2 separate regions of the Eptesicus fuscus genome follow, and region 1 is linked to region 2. Evidence: chromatin contacts called from public Hi-C data. All regions are on one chromosome and are shown on one strand. The core of a region is the stretch at or near the end of the contact, and the rest is flanking DNA. Distances in the headings are between cores, read along the strand shown. Region 1 holds the start of ZSWIM2 (zinc finger SWIM-type containing 2). Region 2 holds the start of CALCRL (calcitonin receptor like receptor).

Evidence for each region. Hi-C and Micro-C count contacts between places; a contact is called where the count stands out from the background.
Region 1: a contact with region 2 is called in a Hi-C map of liver, with 5 times the contacts expected there. The contact joins the promoter of ZSWIM2 here to the promoter of CALCRL in region 2. A contact is called at or near these places in 2 of 2 Hi-C or Micro-C datasets (liver and muscle).

What each region holds. Positions count from the first base shown.
Region 1 is chr11:93,126,177-93,130,203 of DD_ASM_mEF_20220401, forward strand. ZSWIM2 (zinc finger SWIM-type containing 2) reads left to right here and starts at 2,000. Exons shown (of 10, transcript XM_054723201.1): 1 at 2,000-2,167. The coding sequence starts at 2,000. It overlaps LOC114233363 (a long non-coding RNA gene), which reads right to left and starts at 931. Exons shown (of 3, transcript XR_008557446.1): 1 at 601-931.
Region 2 is chr11:92,894,978-92,898,532 of DD_ASM_mEF_20220401, forward strand. CALCRL (calcitonin receptor like receptor) reads left to right here and starts at 2,025. Exons shown (of 15, transcript XM_054723288.1): 1 at 2,025-2,148.

The DNA.
Region 1 (4,027 bases), core at 750-3,249, 230 kb after region 2:
GCGCCGCCCCCATCACCCCACTGCTGCTGCTGCCACTGCCAGTGGCCACGGGTACGAGGCCAGAGCCCCGGGCCTCACAGCCGCCGATCCGCTGCAGCTTTGTCCGGTAGGATGTCTGGAAGATGTCCGGAAGACGTGTGGTCTAATTAGCATATTGCCCTTTTATTAGTATAGAAGATAATGTATATGGAGATAAAATACATATGGAAATATATGTGTATATATACTTACATATACTTATGTATAAGTGTGTGTATATATAAGTATATATGTTGTATATATGGATGGATAGCTAGGTACACACACACATATATGGAGAGTGAATGGTTGTTGAATAGTGTCTTTGTTCTAAAACCTCATTCATCTTGTTATTTAGAAGGTGTAGGCTGTCACTAATTTATTTTGTATTTTTAAAAGTGTAAGTCTTAATAAACAAACTACGGGAATTCAATGTATGATTCCTTTTGGCTTCAGTGAGTTTTTCCTAGTGATAATGTCTGGCTTTACCATCCAGCACCATTAACGTGATGGTGACGTTGGGGGTCTGGCCGCACGTGTGTTGGCTGTTCTGAGTCAGACCTGGGATGGCGTGGTGTTTACCTGGATGGCTCAGGCGAAGGCCGCACCTTCCAGCACCTTCTTTCGTGTGGTGGCCTTCGGGCATCTCCCCTCTCCGGCTGTGGCCATGGCCGGCTTGTGGCTTCCTCCCAGGAGAGGCTGGGACAGGTGTCCTCCATCCTGACGTCACCCGGTGGCTGTTTCCGGTTTCCACTGTAGAGACCCCAGGGACCCGGCTTCTTTGCTGGGCTCCTCTCATTACCGGCTCCCCGGGAGCCAGAGACCAGGTCAGGGGCGGTTTCAGGTTCTGGGACAAGGTTGGTACCAAGGCTGACAATCCTATTCCTTACACAGGGATCCGACATCTTAGAAGGCACAGAGTCAACAGATTCCACCCGCCTCCCTCCCCAACACATCCTGACCCCATCAGGCAATGTAGGGACCCCCCCCCCGTCCCACCCCCACCCCCACCCCACATTTCAGGATCGTGCTTCCTGGGTCAGATGCCTGTGTTAGGGCCCCCGGAGGAGGAGCAGAGGCCAAGGTGGTTCCCGTTATAAACCCATTAGGTGGTCTGGAGCCCAGAGGGGAGGGGCCCCCAGGGGCGGGAGTGGGAGGGGGTGGGCGGGGCGGGGCGGGAGGGGGGGCGGGCTGGGGGGAGGGGCGGGCAGGGGTCTGAGCGGGGGACATGGTCCAGCCGGAGGGGCGGGGCGGGTCCACAGGCCCGTTCCCCGGGAGGGCGGGGGCGTGGATGCCTCGCGGGCGGCTCGGTGGTGAGCTGGGCCCATTGGATCGGACCCCGCAGGCCCCTCGCGGGCTGGGGACAGGCCAGCGGCACCTGCCGACGCCGCAAGGGCCTCGGTTCCGACCTGATGACGAGTCGGCATCTTCTCCGCACCCGGAGCCCAAGCCGGGCGGCGCGCCGGTCCCCACACAACCAAGGCCCGGCCCGGGGGCCCCGCGGAGGGACTGACAGCCTCCGGCCCGGCCCCCCGACCCGCCGGCGGCCTTAGGGACCCTCCCGGGCCGGGGCCGGGCGCCGGGGAAGGAGCGCGGGCGGCGGCGTCCTCACCCGCCCGCTCCGGTCCCCGCCTCCGCTCGCGCAAGGCACGCCGGGACGCCGCGGTCCCCACCCGTCACCAAGGCAACCGGCGGCGCGGTCCCCACCCCGTCACCAAGGCAACCGGCGGCGCGGTCCCCACCCGTCACCAAGGCAACCGGCGGCGCGGTCCCCACCCGTCACCAAGGCAACCGGCGGCGCGGTCCCCACCCGTCACCAGGACAACCGGCGGCGCGGTCCCCACCCGTCACCAAGGCAACCGGCGGCGCGGTCCCCACCCGTCACCAAGGCAACCGGCGGCGCGGACCCCACCCGTCACCAGGACAACGGCGGCGCCGGAGGTGGGGGGCCGCCGGGGCCCGCGGTCGGCCGCGCCGGGCGATGCAGCGCGGAGGCCCCGCCAAGGCCGCTCCGCGGCGCAGACACCTGAGCCGCCGGCTGAGCCGCGCGCAGGACCGGGCGCTGGGCGGCAGCATCTACCTGGTGCGGGAGAGCGGCCCCACCGGCTTCCTGCTGCGCGAGGAGGAGCCCGCCTTCCGCGACTTCCGAGTAACGGCCGCCGGGCCCCGGCCCCGCCCCGCCGCCCCGGCCCCGCCGGCCCCGGCCCCCCCCACCGGCCCCACCCGACCCGCCCTGGGCCCCCAGTCCCACCGCCCGCCGGCCCCCGGCCCCGCCCCTGCCCCTGCCCCCCGCCCCGGCCCCACCGGCCCCGCCCCGCCCCTCCCCACCCCCCCCTGCCCCTCCCGCCCGGCCCCCAGCCCCACCGCCCCGGGCCCCGGCCCCTCCCCGCCCCGGCCCCGCCCCCCGGCCCCCACCGGCCCCACCCGACCCGCCCTGGGCCCCCAGTCCCACCGCCCGCCGGCCCGCCCCCCGCCCCCCCCGCCCCTGCCCCCTCTAACCCCGCCCCTGCCCCCTCTAACCCCGCCCCTGCCCCTCTAACCCCGCCCCTGCCCCTCTAACCCCGCCCCTGCCCCCTCTAACCCCGCCCCTGCCCCTCTAACCCCGCCCCTGCCCCTCTAACCCCGCCCCTGCCCCTCTAACCCCGCCCCTGCCCCTCTAACCCCGCCCCAGCCCCACCTGCCCCACCTGACCCGCCCTGGGCCCCCAGTCCCACCGCCCGCCGGCCCCTCCAGTCCCTAAGGCCATCTGGGCTCAGCCCCTAGGGGCGCGCTGCACAGGGACCATGTTGCTGAGAGAAGGTTCCCTCTGGGGTGGGACTCCAGATGGCGCCCCACCGGGGAGAGGATGGCCTCTGACCTTGGGCTGGGGAGGAGGCCTGTGGTTGGAAGCCGGGGTTGGGAGGGTTAGGGTTAGGGTGAGGGTTGGGTTAGGGTGAGGGTGAGGGTTAGGGTGAGGGTTAGGGTTAGGGTTGGGTTAGGATTAGGGTGAGGGTGAGGGTTAGGGTTAGGATTAGGGTTAGGGTTAGGGTTAGGGTTAGGATTAGGGTGAGGGTGAGGGTTAGGGTTAGGGTTGGATTAGGATTAGGGTTGGGTTAGGGTTAGGGTTAGGGTGAGGGTTAGGGTGAGGGTTGGGGTTAGGGTTAGGGTTGGGGTTAGGATTAGGGTTGGGGTGAGGGTGAGGGTACGGGTTGGGGTTGGGGTTAGGGTTAGGGTTAGGGTTAGAGGATTAGGGTTAGGGTTGGGGTTAGGGTCAGGGTCAGGGTTAGGGTTAGGGTGAGGGTTAGGGTTAGGGGCGTCCTTAGCCCGCACTAGCCCCGCAACTGACACGGAAAGCTGCTCTCTGCCTGCAAACCGCTATCACGGCTAAATACCGAAACCGGTTTCCTGGACCGTTAGCCACTCTCCAGCTGATAAGACCCTAAAAAAGGATGTACATGATGGCGCCCTGGAAGGGTCTTAGTGGATAAAAGTTCTTTGTGGTTTTGCTGAAAGTCCACGGATGTTTCAGATATTGGCATATCCTGCTCTCACCGTCCCACACCGTCCGACCCTCCCAGCGGGCGTGGCCCGGGGCGTTTGGGTGGTTTATGCTTTGACCTGCCGAGTGCAGAGGATCTCCCTTCACTGTGCTGCTACCACACTGCGTTCAGTGTGCTCAGCCACGATGGGCGAGGTGAACAAAATTAATTAAATTAACTCACCAAACAAACAAAAAGCCAAAATCTTAAAAAGGTCTTTGGCTTCACTGCAAGGTAGGATTTCCTGAGAGAGAGAGAGAGAGAGAGAGAGAGAGGAGAGAGAGACTTTGAAGCTTTTAAGATTAGCCTTCTTTTCACTTGCCCGAGATTAGGCCATTCAAAAACAGTCTGGGTTGATCATGCAGGTCGTTGACCTAGGCCCATGGTCGGCAAACTGCAGCTCACGAGCCACATGCGGCTCTTTGGCCCCTTGAGTGTGGCTCTTCCACAAAATACCACGGCCTGGGCGAGTCTATTTTGAAGAAGTGGCG
Region 2 (3,555 bases), core at 775-3,274:
CCGCGTCCTCACGGATCATAAACATGAACCTGACCAGGAACTTTCATATGAAGCCAATACCTTCGGGGCGCTCGCCAGGTGGCGTGCCCTGGATGCTCAGTAAAGGAGAAAGAGCATTTATGTCAGATCAAAGAGTCTTATGACCTAAGTTTATAGCATAGATTTTTTCCCCCATTCACTAGATTTTACTAGTGTTGGACAAATAAAATCAACTCATCTTTGGGGGAAAACATCAATGTTTTTGCAAACGTAACAGGAAGCGTTTTAATTTTTCATGATTTAAATTCAAAGCTACATGTTGATCTCTTTCTAGGGGGTCAGATGTCTCTTTCGCATATTGTATCGAGCCCGGGGGTGAGAGACATGGGCAGGGAGGTTTGGATTTAAAATCTGCATCACGGACTTCCTCCTCGGGGCCGGAGGAGATAGCTCAAATTGAAGCAACATCCCACCGGCCTCCTAACCCCGACCTGGGAGACAACCCCAGGAACGAAACAGGTGTAACTCCGTTTCTCAGCCACAGAATCACCGTGGATAGAGGCTAGTATGCATCCTATTTTTATACGAATGTGTTTGCATTGACCTTGATCCTATTGACCTTCAAGTCAAAGATTGTGCACTAAGTTTCTTCCGGGGTCCAGCTAGTAAAAATGTGAGGAGCACAGAGCGTCAGGGACACGAACCCCTTCACGTTGCTAGCCGCTCCTCCTCTGATTGTCTGCCAGGACGCCGTTTTGTTCCAGAACTGCGGTCACGTCGCAGTGTCTCAGCGCCGCTGATCCCACATTTACGAAGGACAGAATGAACATCGCAATAGCCTGTTTGTTTCTAAATGTCACGTAACTGGATTGAGAGGCTTAGAGACGTAAGGGACGTCAGGTCTGATCTGATCATCATGTTAGTTTGCCGATGAGGACCTCGGTGCTCGGACACATAAGGGATGTGTAGAGCTGTGTCGGTTTCAGGATCGATCATTGCTGCCGCACCTCCACACACGTACACAGTAGCCAAAGCCGCGTCTTACCTACAGCCGCCCCCGGGCAGTCCCAGGGAGTCACACACACGTTCGGAATAAACTTATCTTTCTTGGCACACGATGGTTTTGTTGATGAAAAACACACACATCCTAGTGTCATAACACGGCAAAAACACACGCATCCTAGTGTCATACACAGCAAAAACACACGCATACTAGTGTCATGACACGGCAAAAACACACGCATCCTAGTGTCATAACACGGCAAAAACACACGCATCCTAGTGTCATACACAGCAAAAACACACCCATACTGGTGTCATAACACAGCAAACATGCTTAAGAAACCTGCAGCATGAGGTTCCTCCCATTCGTCCTGGGAAACTGGTCGAGGCCTGGCTGACTCCCAGAGCCCCACACGCATGAGCGTGGGTCACAGCGTGAATGAAGACGCTGCAGTCACCACTCCCTGTGTTCACTCAGGGGAATGGAGAATTTCCTCAGGGACACTGGGAAGTATAATTCACACGCGCACACATACACACATGCACACGCACACACGCACACATGCACACCCACGCGCGCACGCACACGCACATGCACACCCGCACGCCCACACACCCACATGTGCACGCCCACATGCACACGCACGCACACACAGGCATGCACGCACACACATATGCACATGCACGCACACCCACACACACATGCACACACACACATGCACGCGCACGCGCACACACAGGCCCGCCCCAGCCCCTGTGGTCTGTGCACAGAACATCACACTGACTCCCTTGCACCGCAGGCAGCTGCCGGCCGCTGGAGCAGAGCTCAGGGGAGAAGCCCACCCTGTGGAGGAGCCCACCTGTGGGTGCTGCCGGGGTCAGCTGCTTCTTGCCTGGGGGGTGGGGGGGAGCAGGCGCCGCCTGGGGGCGCCCCTGGAGGAGGAGTGGCCGAGCCCCGAGCGGGCGGGGCGCTGATGTCACAGGAAGCCCCGCCTCCCCGCCGGCTGGGACGGGGTGAGGGAGCCCCGCCGCTCAGACGGGCTCTGCTGCCGCCGCCTCCGCAGGGCCGGCGCCGGCTCCGCGCACCTGGGAGCAGCTCCCGCGTCCGGACGTTCGCGGAGGAGCGGACCGCCGCCCGCCCAGCGCTTCTCGGGGCTCCCGCGGCCGGTAAGTCAGCGCCTCCTCCGCACCCGCTGCTCCGGTCCGGCTCGCGGTCCTCCCGGAGGGGACGGGCTGGCGCCCCGACCTCGCCGCCTGATCTGCGGGGAGACGCCGCCCGTGCGGGCCGGACCGTCCAGGAATGAGCGGGGAGCCCACACCCACCCGAGCGCGGGTCCCATCTCAGCCCGAGGGGAGCCGGCCCTCCGCGCGGGGCGGCCGTGACCGTGACCGTGACCGCGGGCATCCCCACCCGGACCGCCCTCCGCGCCCGGCGCCGCGGGGAGAAGGGGCGCGGGAGTCCCCCCGGGCCTCGCGCTCACCCCGCGGGGCGCAGGGGGTCGGGGAGCACCGTCCAGGGGGGTTCGGGGAGCACCGCCCGGGGGGTTCGGGGAGCACCGCCCGGGGGGGTTCGGGGAGCACCGCCCAGGGGGGTTCGGGGAGCACCGTCCAGGGGGGTCGGGGAGCACCGTCCAGGGGGGTTCGGGGAGCACCGTCCAGGGGGTTCGGGGAGCACCGCCCGGGGGGGGGGGGGTCGCGCTCTCCCGCTCGGCTCTCCCCGCGGTCCGCCGGCGGGACTCCGTTGCTCCTGTTGCGGCGTCTCCGTCCCTCGCGCTCCCGACCTGCGCCCGCGGCGGGGCGGCGGGTGGCGGCCGCGGGGAAGCACAGCTGCGCGGGGACGCGGGGCTCGGTGGCGGCTCTGCGCCCGGAGCCCGGAGCCCGGAGCCCGGAGCCCGGCTTCCCGTGGGGCGGGCCCCCCTCCCGGCCGGAGCGGAGCGGAGGGTGTGGGCGAGAGGCTGCTGTGAAGAGGAACCCGGGTCCCCAGTGAGCGCATCCGGCCGTGACCCCAGAGGAGAGGCCCGGCCCCGGCGGGGTGGCCCAGTGGGTAGAGCGTCGGCCTGGGACTGAGGGTCCGGGTTCGATTCCGGTCAGGGCACAGGCCCACGTTCCAGGCTCCATCCCGTGTGGGGCGCGCAGGGGGCAGCCGATCCATGATGCCCTCTCATCACTGATGCTTCCATCTCTCTCGCCCTCTCTTCCTCTCTGAGATCAATAAAATATTTATATTTAAAAAAATACAAAGTGGAGCCCGTGCCCTGAAGGCAGGGTTCCCGGGACAGGACGCAGGGAACAGGGACCAAGCCCCTGCTGGTGCCGCAGGCTGTCCTGACCTGACACCAGGGCGGCCGGAGCTGCTGGGACAGGGGTGCAGAGCTCGGGGGGCTGCTGGGACAGGGGTGCAGAGCCCGGGGGCTGCTGGGACAGGGGTGCAGAGCCCGGGGGGCTGCTGGGACAGGGGTGCAGAGCCCGGGGGGCTGCTGGGACAGGGGTGCAGAGCTCGGGGAGCTGCTGGGACAGGGGTGCAGAGCCCAGGGGGCTGCTGGGACAGGGGTGCAGAGCTCAGGGGGCTGCTGG